Linked DNA regions of Oryctolagus cuniculus: region 1 is linked to region 2. The links are chromatin contacts, called in public Micro-C maps. All regions are on one chromosome and are shown on one strand. The core of a region is the stretch at or near the end of the contact, and the rest is flanking DNA. Distances in the headings are between cores, read along the strand shown.

The links. A called contact is a pair of places that touch in the nucleus more often than the background predicts.
Region 1: a contact with region 2 is called in a Micro-C map of ear pinna, with 5 times the contacts expected there. The contact joins two enhancer-like sites. A contact is called at or near these places in 3 of 6 Hi-C or Micro-C datasets (ear pinna, psoas muscle and an unstated tissue).

The regions. Positions count from the first base shown.
Region 1 is chr2:148,116,031-148,123,109 of mOryCun1.1, forward strand. It overlaps SPTBN1 (spectrin beta, non-erythrocytic 1), which reads right to left. Exons shown (of 36, transcript XR_011386645.1): 2 at 1,433-1,627. Among named protein-coding and RNA genes, the nearest start is that of SPTBN1, 68 kb to the right of the region's middle. Within about 2 kb of position 4,586, at least 1 of the 8 cell types and tissues checked has an H3K27ac peak or open chromatin away from gene starts, as enhancers often do.
Region 2 is chr2:147,975,370-147,981,937 of mOryCun1.1, forward strand. SPTBN1 (spectrin beta, non-erythrocytic 1) reads right to left here. Exons shown (of 36, transcript XR_011386645.1): 32 at 5,281-6,568; 33 at 4,264-4,502; 34 at 3,471-3,644; 35 at 1,431-1,473; 36 at 1-738. Among named protein-coding and RNA genes, the nearest start is that of EML6, 52 kb to the left of the region's middle. Within about 2 kb of position 3,527, at least 4 of the 8 cell types and tissues checked have an H3K27ac peak or open chromatin away from gene starts, as enhancers often do.

The DNA of each region.
Region 1 (7,079 bases), core at 3,336-5,835, 140 kb after region 2:
CTAGTTTATCAGATAAATCATTCATTTAGGAAAGTTCAAGAAAGATCTTTAATCCATCTCTACTCAAGACAAATTATCCTCAGGCAGCTGAATAATTTTCCTATAGCATTTAGTTGGCTGCGTCTCCAGCATCCATTCCTCTCTTCCTCCTTCCTGTCATATTCCACATTTTCTGGCCCAGCTGTTTGGGTGGGACTAACAAAACTGTCACTCAAGGTACATCCTGTTTACATGAAGTCAATCCACACATCCTAACCTTCAACCCAAGCCATGATCAATCAGGCCAGTGAGGCTGATCCCAGGACCATGGGAAAGCACACATGCTCTGTTCTACTGGACATCAGGAAGGCCTAGGTGGCCTGGGACTTGGGGCAGCCCTAATAGGAGTACAGAATAGACAGCCTGCTTGTGAACATACAAGCAAGGCCAACAAGTAGAGGGAAAGAAACGCTGTAAGTCTTGCTTAACGGCTGCATTGGCCTACTCTGTGACCAATACATCATCTTTGTCACTGAAACCACTTTGGTTTAAGTTTCCTTTTGTTGAAAAGCAAAAGACTTCTAATCAATACATTCTTTATAATGAGTCCCATTATAAAGGTAACAAAAAATGATCTATATTTACAATTAATGGTAAACTTACCTGCTTGAGTCATGACCTTGATTTACTAATCACATGAGGGCATTAGGGAGAATCATAAAGCCACTGTCGTCACTTGGAAACAATTTCCTTTGAAATCTCAAAAGTATAAATGCAGGACCTTGAATACAATCCACTTCAACTCTTGGCTCACATATGTTCAGTACTGCGGAGTTTGTAGAGTGATAAGAGCACCTCCCTGATTTTCTGTGTAACTTTTCCACGCCCGACCAGGGCCATCAGGGAAAATGTGCTCAGGTATTTGATGGCAACAAGGAATGAGAGCACAGAGAATGAGGATGCGTTCCCACCAAGGCTAATGAATCAATGGCAAACTTACCTGTTACAGCATGGCACGTGCTCTTAGCAGATTAAGTTATTGCTTTTCAGACCTAAAGCCCTTGCCTGTGACACTAACCAACCTTGGTACATATCAGCTAATATGTACAGGCACTAAGTACATAGGTTAGTTTGTGTAATTTTTATGTGTAAAATATGCTTTAACATTTTAAAATGTAATGTGTCAAAAACAGTAGTGTTCTTAGAAGGTCAGGGCAGATGTACCTGAGCTGCTACAGTGATCACCCTTGCTCTCAATCACTCTGGTCCCTGGGACTACCTTCCTCAAGTATGGAACTGACCACCTGACGACGCAGTCAGCTTGCACTTGTGAGGCACGTGTAAGCGGGGGAGAGACCATCTTCACACCGGGCACTGTGAGGGCAGGGCGGATGGTTTTCAAGAGGCCCATATAGGCCCTGGGCCCCTGTGTCCGGGTGTGAAGGAGACTTACCGGCCAGAGCCTTGATGCGGGATCGCTCAAAGAGCCGTGCAGAGCTGTTCTCGTTGTCCCAGTCATCCACGTCCCAGCGGTTGTTGACATCGCTGTACTGCTGTTGGATCTCAATGTTGTCGTAGTCTGTGGCTACGGTGGTCGTCATCTTGAACTGTCTCAGCTGCTCCTCCACATCAGCTCCTTCTTAGAGCTCTGCGAGAAACAAACAAACAAACAAAACATATTTAGATTTCCGAAGTATACAGCACTCCTGTGAAACCTACTGGGATAACAGTTGGTGCTGTTGCACAGGAAGTTAAGCTGCCACCCGTGATACCAGCAACCCATAACTGAGGGCTGGTTCAAGTCCCAGCTGCTCTGCTTCTGAACCAGCTCCTTGCTAATGCACCTGGGAGGGCAGCAGATGATGGCCCAAGTCCTTAGCAGGAGACCCAGACAGAGTCCCAGGCTCCAGAGATTACGGCCTGACCCAGCCCCAGCTTTGCAGCCATTTGAGGAGAAACCAGCAAAGAGAAGACAGAAAATTCTCTCTCTCTCTCTCTCTGATGCTTTGCCTTTCAAATAAACAAATACTACAAGAAGAAAAAGGAATAGCCTTCTTTTTTTTAAAAGAATTATGTTATTTATTTGAAAGGCAGAGACACAGAGAGAGGCCTTTCAACTACTACTTCACTCCCCAAATGTCTGCAGTGGCCAGGATTGGGCCATATTGAAGTTGGGAGCCAGGAGCTTCCTCCAGATCTCCTACATGAGTGCAGGGGCCCAATCACTTGGGCTGTCCTCTGCTGCTTTCCTAGACACATTAGCAGGGGGCTGATTCATAAGTAGAGCAGCAGAGCCATGAATAGTCACCACACAGGATGCTGGCATTGTAGGCGGTAGCTTTAACCACTATGCCACAATGCCAGCCCCATGGAATAGTATTCTAAGTAAAGGAAACAGCACAGCACACAGCAAGTTGGAAGAAGGAAGGGTTCAGTGTGGCTGGAGTCTGGTGGCAGGGGAGAGACAAGGGGACAAACCAGGGAGGAAGGCAGGGCCAGACTAGGAAGGGCTCTGTGAGTCTGTGTGTGATAGAAATATCACTAGATGTATGCTATTCTGGTGCTATATGAAAAAACAGATTCTAGAAGGCAAGGACAGGAGCAGGGATCAGCTGGAAGACAGTCCCAGAGATGGAGAAGGCCCAGCCTGTGGCCGTGGGGTAGAAGTAGTGGTTGAGAAGCAGATATGCTACATAGGAGGACAGCTGAAGGACTGACTATACCTGGGCAGTAGGGAACTGCTGGCCTGAGCCAGGCGCTGTGCTTGATTTCTATTGGTGTGGCTAAATTATTGCATATTTTAAATTTCACCACAGGGACTCAGGCTCAGTCAGGCATACAAAGCTATTAAGCTATGTCAACTGCAAACAGAAGGGGGTAGGGAACAATGACCCCTTTTAGTGGTAGGGAGATGTTCCCAAGGGAAAGGATGATATTACATTTATGATATTTTGCACCTGGATGCTCCTTTAGCAGAAGTTCCATTCAATGTGCACCAAGAATGTGCATATGGACACAAGTGAGCAGGCCTCAGCACGACAGCTATGTACCAACCCAGCAGATGACTGCCCCTCCATCTGCCACCACACAAGGACAATAAGCAAACAAAGCCACATGGACCGGAACAGAACCATTTCTGTAGCGTCGTTGCAGTATGGCTTTTCTCAAGTTCCAGTATATAAGTGCTTAGCTCCACAAGTCATATGCAACCAGGCTTCAAGGTACTTAAATGAAGCAGAAACAAATTAACTGCATCTTAAATAGAATAGTAATTGGTGGTACAGCATACAACTGCCTCTCCTCTTGTCACTGGCTGTTTTCTCACAAGCTGTGGCTGACACAGTCCACATGCTCCTGCAGGGGAAGGTACCGTATCCGCCTTGCAACTGAGCCACAGCATCTGTAACTCAAATAGTCGCCACCTTCACTCACACAGAAAAATCCTGATGGGAGTAAAATTGCCATCAAGCAGATGCAATCAGCTCTAGCCATATAAATGTATTGGCATGTTAATTTTATATTACTTTATATGCACCTATATGCAATGTATTTGTAGCACACACACACAAAATCAGAAGCCTACTCCAATAAATATTTACATGAGCTTAACAGTTACATTTAACATACAGGGGCATAATCCCCTTCAAAAAACAAAAAAGTGAAAGAAAATGAGTATCATCATATACATTTGAAGTTGGAGATGATTAATTTTCATGGTTTTATCAATATCAAGAACTTTTTATAAAATTCAGCCTTGTAGTATTCTTTCTCTAGGAGAAAAAACAGCTATTGGTCCTAAATTCTCGAAGTACAGCAAGTAGGATTTAATCCAACCCGAGGTGAAACCCAAGCACAGCCTGCCTCTCTCCAGATAAGTTTTGGCTATTTGGTGCCACCTGCTGACCGATGGAAGCAAGCCACACCATGGCCTCCAGGGCAGCTGCCAACTTGTGGCCTGATTCTGGAGCAAGCCCTTCCACCCCACTCCCACCAGAACCTCCCCTCCCACTGACCCATCCCCATCACCAACTGCTGTCCTCAAGCTTCTCCATAAGCAACTGTTAAAGCAAAGAGGTAACAGGAAGCAAAACCACCCACTAGTCTACGTACAAAAGAAATCCCGGTTATGTCATTCCACTCAAGTGCCTAGAAATTTAACATGAGGGACTTTTTTATTCCATGCAACATCCTCTGAAGATAATATCCTTGCCAAACAGCTGAGCTTTCATACAGATATAGCTGGTTTCTGAATTTTAGGGTAATTTCTAAAACCTCCCCCAAACCTCCTTTCGGGACCATGGCGAAAGGGAACTTATAGGCATCCAGTGGTCTCAAGGGAGGGGCTTGGGTTGGAGAAGGGTCAGCATCAAGGCAAGAGTGTGGGGGAGGGGTCCGTGCCACAAGAATCCCCCAAGTCCAGCATGCTACCCACATCATCATCCTCCAGCCCACTTCAACAAGGGACTGTGCTCGCTGTGAGGACAGCTGACATCCCACACTGGTGCCCAGGAAGTCATCCAGGAAAGGTTGAATTTTCCCAAGGTGCTATCAGCCGTGTGTCCCAAAGGCCAGTGGAGTAATCAGCACCTCGTAGATGGCCACAAGAAGATTAGGAGCAGAGAAGAGGGGGCAGGCTCGGCCATCCTGGGATTCTGCCTGGCGGTTCCACCACTAGGGGGAACTGGGAAGGGTTAGTGTCGCTCCCCCTCTTCGTGGAGGAGCAACACAGGACCCTGCGCTGTTCTTTCGTCTGCTCGGCCCTCCCCGGGATTGCAGCTGGTTCTTCCCGGGTTGGCTACTATCCCTTCCACCTCCGTGGAAGGGCAGTTCCCCCTGGCCACATTCCCCACTTCCGCAGGGGAGCGGCACACCGCCGGCCGGTTCTCTGGGGGGCTGCACAGGTGTTCCTTCAGCTAGATGTTCCCCATAGATGTTCCTGGTGCATGCCGTCTCTCTCCTCCTTTATAGTCCTCCTCCGCCAATCCTAACTCGGCTGCCCACACGCCGAGTACGCTGCTCTCCTCCAATCAGGAGCAAGTCCTACAGTTTATCAGTTGAACTGGAGGCAGCTGTGCGGAAGCTGTTTACTTCTCTCCCAGCGCCATATTGTGGGAGAGCAGATGCATAGAATAAGTCCTAATTCGAGCAACTTAGTCTAGTCCGGATTGCTCCCCACAGATCCCCCTTTCTTTTTATTTTTTAGCGTTGATACGCGCCTGTCTTCGGTGTCCCGCGGCACACACTCTGCTCTACTTGCTAGAGTTGCCACAGGCTCTTACAAGTCCTATCAGGCAAACCGAATCCGGGTCCTCTCTTCGCCATGTTGTGAGGAGGTTTTTAGGCGCTGATGCGTGCCTGTGTTCGGTGCCCTGCAGCGCATGCTCTGCTCTGCTAGAACTGCCTGCAGGTGTTTACAAAACCTATCAGGCAAACCGAATCCAAGCCTTCTCATTGCCGTATTGTGGGGGAGACTTATTAGTGTTGGTTTGTGCCTATCTTCGGTGACCTGCAGCTCATACTCTGGTCGAGCTGCTTGCTGGCGCTTACCGCCTTAAATCAGGCAGACCGAATCCAAGCTTAATATTGTTGTATTGTGGGGAAGCCTTACTGATGTTAATTCGTGCCTGTCTTCGGTGACCTGTGGCGCATAAGCTGCTAGCCGCCCAGGTGCTCATCGCCTCACTTAATCAGGCAGACCGAATCCAAGCTCTCACAGTGCAGTGTTGTAGGGAGGCCTTTCTATTTCTCTATTTCTCTATCTCCGGGCATTCCTATTTCTCCCATTTTACTTCTATCTGCCAACATTCCTATTTCTCTCACTTTACTTCTAAAACTTCTGTTTCTCTTATCCCTGCGGCTTTCCGGCACCTCGCCCCGCCGGCGGGTTCCCGGCTCTGCGCCGCTTCAGCCCGCGCGCCTCTCTCATCTGCGCAGCTTCCCGGCTTTGCGCGGCTCGGCTTCGCGCGCTCCGCGGTCTCCACGCTTAACCCTTTCGCGTCTGAACCACGGCCTACGCCAGCCCCGTTCCCTATCTATTCACGCCCCGTGCTCTCTCTGCACGCGGCGGCTTCCGCGAGTAACACAGCGTAGCTTACGTGTCCACCACTAGCATTCAATCTAAGTTCCCCGGGCTAGCCTGGCGAATTCAACCCAGCGTACGTCTCCGCCCCAAGGTTTGGCTTCCCGTCCTTTGCTCCCCGGGCTAATCAGACGGATCCCAATCTGGCTTGCGTCTCAGCTTCTGGTTTCAACTTTTCGCCCCCTATTCCCGGGCTAACTTGAGAACCCCAAAGTGGCTTTCGTGTCCGCCTTGGCCTGCCCCCCACGGCTTCAATTTCCCTAACATTTTTCTCTACCCGGTATGTTTCCCTAAGCTTTCTTCCAACAATACTCCTCCCTCATTTCTCCTGGCCTCTCCCCACAGTCCGCGTCCGAGTCTGTTTGTTCTAGCTTTCACTTTCGCTTTTGACCTTAGAGATTTCTCCCAGCTTCCCCCCGTAGTCCGTAGTCCGTATCTGAGTCTATGCCTAGGCTTTCAATAGCTTCTTCCGGCACCCTTTTCGTCCGGCTTTTCCCTAGGCTGTTTGCTAGTCTCTCTCTCCGGTAATTTCCCAGTTCTTCCCGTTTCTTCCCTCTTAAGTTTCCTATCCGAGTCAGGTTTCCTATCCGAGTCATGTTTCCTATCCGCCCTAGGTTTCCTATCCGAGTCAGGTTTCCTATCCGAGTCACGGCACCATTATGTCGCTCCCCCTCTTCGTGGAGGAGCAACACAGGACCCTGCGCTGTTCTTTCGTCTGCTCGGCCCTCCCCGGGATTGCAGCTGGTTCTTCCCGGGTTGGCTACTATCCCTTCCACCTCCGTGGAAGGGCAGTTCCCCCTGGCCACATTCCCCACTTCCGCAGGGGAGCGGCACACCGCCGGCCGGTTCTCTGGGGGGCTGCACAGGTGTTCCTTCAGCTAGATGTTCCCCATAGATGTTCCTGGTGCATGCCGTCTCTCTCCTCCTTTATAGTCCTCCTCCGCCAATCCTAACTCGGCTGCCCACACGCCGAGTACGCTGCTCTCCTCCAATCAGGAGCAAGTCCTACAGTTTATCAGTT
Region 2 (6,568 bases), core at 2,277-4,776:
GCACTTGTGGCTGCAGCAAGATCATAAGACACGATCTGTTTAATAAAGGTTACACCCACCACGGGCACTTCTAAGCGTCAAAACTGAGGGTGACCACCGGAAGTCAATGGAAGAGAATGGTGTTGGGAAACTGGTACATGTTGTCTCTGGTGAGCACAGGAGATACTGGGTAAGCACCGCTGCCTTGCATACCAACAGCACTAGAGGCGGGTTATTTCCAACACAGCCTCACAAAATTGAGGAACAGTTTTAATATTGAGCTCTAATCTATATAATTTCATTTTTTTAAAAAAAAATCTGGCCTTCCCTCTGCACCTCAAACTTTTATAACTTGGAGATAGAGTATTTAGGTGTATTTCCCTTACCCTCCCTCCCCCCAGAAATGCTCTATAAATTAAAAAAAAAAAAAAATCAACCACATTGAGGAACATTAGGCACAGAGAGTAATGTGTTGGTTCTGAGCTTGCATGCTGGAATTTCACTGAAAAGGTAAGAGAATGGCAGGATGTGAAGGGAAGGAGTTCATTTCTTTTTGCCAAAGAGGCTGAACCGCTTCTCTTTGTCTTTTTCTTTGTCCTTCTCCCGCTTGCCGGGACTGGACTCGCTGGTGATGGTGACGCTGGTGGGCAAGGTCTGTGCCCGGCTGGACGCTGGCGTGCTCTGGGTGCTGGCGGACACTTCGTGCTTATCCAAGGAGATGGCCGAGGAGATGGCCTGGATCCACGTGTTCATTTCCTCCTGGACAAAGGAGGGGACACAGGTGAGACTCAACCACGAGGTGTGGCTGTGAGGTGTCCCGGCCCCACCCCGGTGACCATCCCAGCCTCCAGTGGCCAGAAGGCTGGGGACTGGCATGTCTGGCTGAAGGTGAGCAGCCACTTCTGGGCACTGCCTGAAAAGGCACCTCTGTTTTGTCAGAGTGAGCAGAGTGAACACAGCCCACCTCCCATGAGAACTCACCACTCTAGAATGCGGTCCTACAGATCGGCCAGAGTGGGAAGACAGGGCTCACTTCTCGGGTGTGGGGTTCCACGTTCTTTCAAATTTCAAGGGTTTTTCGTCAACCACCTCATGGTGGAGGACAACCATGGAGCACAGCTAGTTTTCGGCAGCAGAGGGCGTCAGAAGCCATGCCAGCCCTGGAACCACCTCACTGGGCCTCCTGCCCCAAGACTGCGGGCAAGGTTCTCCTCCCTCAACTTCCACCGATTCCGCACTCTGTCCTCCCTCAGCAGGGGCACAAGGTGACATGCACTGCCTCCTAGAGACAGAAAGGGCACCACACCTCCAGTGATAGTGACAGCGGAGGCCAGAAGACAGAGGCCATCTCTGCTCATGAAGCATACGAGTATGACGAATAAAGTGATTATGCCACCAACACCGGCAACATACTCCTAAATATTTGAGAGAAATGAAACTAAAAAACTTACATCATCTTTGGCTTGGAAGAGGTACTCATTGCCGTCATTCAGTCTGCAATTCCAAGGAAGAAAGTCAGCTGTGATTTAACTTCAGAAAAATAGAAGCCCCCAGCTCTCAGTGCCTCAGTGGGATATAAACAGGCCCTAGGAATCCTATCAGAAGTGCCAGAGAGCTCTGTACATGTCACCACATCTGGGGACCTGCACAGACCCAGCGACAGTTCCCTGGACAAGCAGCCATACAGGGGTGTGCTTGGCACAGTGGTTAAGAGGCACTGGGGACACCTGCATCCCACATCGCAGTGGGATGGAGGTTTGGCCTGGTGGTTAAGACCCCAATGTCCTAGAACAAATTTCCTGCTCCAGCTCGTGATTCCTGCTTCTCACCAACGCAGACACTGAGAGGCAACCACTGATGCACAAGCAGCTGGTTCCCTGCTACCCACACGAAGACCTAGACTGAGTTCTTAGCTCCTGGCTCTGGCCTGGGCCCAGCCTTGGTCACTGCGGGCATTTGGGAGAGTGAATCGAGGGACAGCAGCTTTTTCTGTCTTTCTGTGTTTCAAATAAATGACTTTAACAAAGAATGATGAGTTCTTTTGAAATTCTGCTGCTGAGCTTGGATCCTCTGTTTTGACAGGCAGAGTGGACAGTGAGAGAGAGAGACAGAGAGAAAGGTCTTCCTTTTCCGTTGGTTCACCCTCCAATGGCCGCCGCAGCCGGCGCACCGCACTGATCCGATGGCAGGAGCCAGGTACTTCTCCTGGTCTGCCATGGGGCGCAGGGCCCAAGTACTTGGGCCATCCTCCACTGCACTCCCTGGCCATAGCAGAGAGCTGACCTGGAAGAGGGGCAACCGGGACAGAACCCGGTGTGCCGGCGCCGCAAGGTGGAGGATTAGCCTAGTAAGCCGCGGTGCCGGCCTGGATCCTCTGTATTTAAAACTTAATTCCATGATCTCTGACATGTAGAAAAGGTCTCCTAGGTTTTTCTTCTCATGCATTTCAGAATAAAAGCAGCCACATGTGTGAGGCCACTGGTATGACCTGAAGAGGTTCCTTCAGCTACTGCGCTACTGTAACGAGATGAGGGCATCGCTGGTGCCACAGGGGATAACGCCAATCCCGACTCTGGGGCTGCATCACGGGAGCACAGGGAGACAGCAGCCAGGAGTTGGGCTGTCTGCACCTTGTCTGACAAGCCGGAAAGCATCCCAGAGTCTGGAGCACCCGCCAACAGCGTTCGCGGACAGAGCTCAATAAATCATGCCAAAGGCGTCACTCTCCGTGGAGTCCTTGGCCTGGTTACCCGGCATGAAATGCAAACACAGCTGAAGACCAGAGCTTTTTCAGATCTCAGAGCTACAGAGCAAACCAGCATAAACCACGGTCACATTCTGACTGCTGAAATGTTTACTTTTTACATTTTTTAAAGATAGGATGATTTTTTTTCCTCTGCTTATTTTCAAGGGTGAGGAGAACTTCTGAGCTTGGATCTCCTCTGTGGGGATGTGATGCATCCCAGGGGGAAGAGACATGTGGGGCTAGATAATTCTGGGGGCAGCTGGAGCAGCCACTGGGAGGCAGGTGGCAGAGGGGGCCTGGGCCCCACCCAAGCATTTCCTGTTTGTCTCCATCTGTCTCCGTGATGACTCACTTGACCCACTGCCAGTTCACTCATGAGCAAAGAACAGCATTTCCTGGGTCTGGATAAGCAGAAATGATGGAGAAATGGTTTTTCTAAGCTTCCCTTAAACTAGGAATTGAGATCATCTTTAAGTCTTAGGAAACAAGCCCTGTGTTCTAGGTAATAAGAACTCAAGTTCCCTCTCCTTCAGTCTCAGCCGTGCTTTAAACCACAGGGGGCCAGTGGCTGGCTCCAGTCCCCAAAGAATCCAGCGACCTTAACAGCAATCTGGCTGAACCTGCTCCACCTTCTTGGGAGATCTAAAACAGCTCAGAGGTGACCCAGCTGAACACAGGGTACCCATGGGAGAAAACCAACCCTGAGGTGGAAACAAGCCCAGCCCTGGGCCCTAACAGCTGTCACCTTAGCTTGAATACGTGTTTCTTCTTCTTGTAATCGAGGGCCACTTCGCACAGGGCTTCCTTCAAGCTCACGGGCACCTCGCTGTGGTAGGGAATGCCGGATGCAGCAGTCTTGGCGTCTTTGTAGAAACCCATCTCCTGGTTATTAATGACACAGTACACATTGTGCCAGGACCTGGGTGGAACAGAGAGGGACGTCAGGTGCTACCTCGTTGCCCCCTAAAGCAGTCACAATTTAATTTCCCCCTCCCCCGACACACAAAGTCCTTTGGGACCGATAGGACCTTCAGGTAAGTTAGAGGATGGTGGCCTCTGCTCCATGATATGGCAAACTGTCCTCGTACACTGATTTTACTCTAGCACCTATGTTGTCCTCCACAGGAACGGTAGTCCATTAAGAAGGCACACAGGATTCCTTCTACATGCCGGGTACAGTAACTTGCATGGGTGTGCACAGTGGTCATGGGCACCTGGGCTTACTGATGGTTAGGCACGTAGGCTTTGGAGTCAGATACAAGTTTTGGCCCCTTTTTGACAACTACTGGCTTTCCTACAGAAAGTGAGCCTTTATTTTAACCAGACATATCCCTATCTGTTACACAATAAAATTGGGGCTGGCGGGAGGTAACAAATAATATGAAGAACTACAGCACCCCCCTCCCACCTTCCACTGTCAGTCCCAGGAATCTGACACCCAGGGAGGTGTGAAATCTATGAAGCCTGTGAACACTCACTACCCTGCCACCTCGTCCTGTCCCCTGATGGGCTGATTTCCCAGCTTTGGCTGCAGTTACCTGCTCGAGGCCTTCTTGTTGTGGGCCTCCCACTCGTGCTTCCGGTTCAGGAAGCCTTCCATCTGCGCCGAGGGCATCTCCTGGGTCCTGGCTGGTAAGGTGGCAGCACTCTGGGGCGGGAGGCCAGTCTTGGCTTTGCGATCAGAGGTGGGGGAGGGGATGGGACTGGACTCTTTGGAGCTCGTCCTCTGTTCTGCAGCGCCATTGACCATTTCGCTCGTGTCTGCCGTATCTGCCATCTAGGGACAGTGGAGAAGCCGTTCAGCTAATCCCATGAGCCACAGCGGGTGACCACATCCGTCCTAACTGACTCACACACGTGGCTGTGTATAAATGCCTGGCACAGATCGAGGCAGTACAGTAAAACCATTGCACACCCCACAAAGCCAGCTGGACACCAAGGACATTAGAAGGTGGGGGGAAGGATTAATACCCGCCCGTTTACAGGGAAATGAGAAAAGCGAAATGCCAGTATGAGTTTTACTGCACTCTACTCCTCTGATCAATCCATTTTCTCTACCGTAACTCAATCATCTCCTCTTAGGGTTACTTTAGAACAAAAGGACAACAGTTAACAATCACACGCATTAAATAGGAGAGAGTAGACGTTATACAGCAGCCACCTTACACCCAAGGATGCCACCAGAAGGGCTGGAAGTTGAAGCGAAAGGGCATTCACAAACAGATCGATAGACAACTCTATCAAGAGCTACACGGCATTCCCCCGGAAATAAGACAAGGAAAGACCTCTGGGATCTGAAAATGCTCTCTGGTTCTCCTCCCCCAGCCCTCAACACATTGTCAAAAACACATGCAGAAATTAGGACGACAGTCATGCATTTCACATCTACCATCCCCGTTAGACTTGGGAACGGAAAGAGCTGGAAGGAAATGAGGCAAGTCAACAAACATCAATTGAACCACATCTGCCCAAGTTGTATCGTGAGTGGGTTGTAGTTTGTGTTAAAGGAGCTGGAAAAGCCAATCACAGTCACTCAACACCACACAGCTATTTACCCCCAAACAAAGACAGAACCAGGGCCTTCCCCATCACGGGTTGGTTGATCACGGTGCCTTGCTGCACTGAGACGAGAAAGCCCAGAGCGAGCCGGGCTGCCAGTGGCTCTGACCCTTCAGGCTGCAGACGTCTTCGGGAGCGTTCCTTTCCAAGCTCATTTAAAGTGTAACCCTCATGGCTTTTTCGGCTTTGGACATGTAGTAGGGTCTTGATTCATTATCGCTTTCAGCCTGTGTACCGTCAACTGTGTACCATTAACCGTAATAGCCCCTGGCTGATAACACCCAGGGCGTGGGATTAGCGAGTTAACTAAAGCTGGGTGTGGCTGACGCTTTAGTGGATTACAGACAACCTGCACCCCTCACACACGGACAAACACGGAGGTGTCAATGGCACGCTCATTAGATACGTCCCCCACCACTGCTGCCCAGAACCAAAGTGGCACCAAATTAGCGGCAACAACTTCAACAGGATAAACGGTAGACTGGCCACCACCACCTGAACACTCAGAGCTGTCAACCCTTGGGAGCTGCTGCTCTCGCTGAGGTCTTATCTGCACGGATGGGCCCAGTGCTTGACAAGACTGACCCTTTGGAAAAAGGGCTGGTGAAAGCTCTGAAGGGAGGGAGAAGTCCAAGCTTACATCCTGTCTATGCAAATGATCAGTCAGCATTCGTGATCAGGATGAGACTGGAGGCTATGCAATTTAAGGGTGTTTTTGATTGGAACACTTTATTCTCATAGCAACAGGGAATAAAGATTATTGGGGCAGAAAGAGAAGGCAGGATGTATGTGGTGTGTACTTGTGTGTGTCTGGTGTTGTGACCACCCTGGCCTTGCAAATGATAGTCTGTATACACATGCCTAAGAGCAGTGGGCTATTTAAATATCTCTGTCTTTTCACTTTTAAAGGGAGAGCTGTAAAAGGGGAAATAAACCAAGAAACAAAATCCTAAACCAAAAGAATGTGAGTGGATTTTCAAGCTGACACATTTCTTCTAGTGTGAGACTTGAGGACACTTCTGGTGAGGAGGAAGTGAATGTGGTCTGGAAGGCCTGAGCCCAGGTGTGAGTCCAGAGAGAAAATGGGGTTAGTATATACAGAAACCAGGCTAAAAAAAAATTTCATGCTGCAGGTTTGACTCCAAAACTGCTCGTGACAGCAATGACCTGGATACATATGTTTACTTGGAAAAAGGCTACAATTTATCATACTTGGTCAGACTCCAAGGCAGGTGAGGGCCAGGGAAGCCTCTTCTGAGGGGAATTCTGCAGCAAAAATTTTTT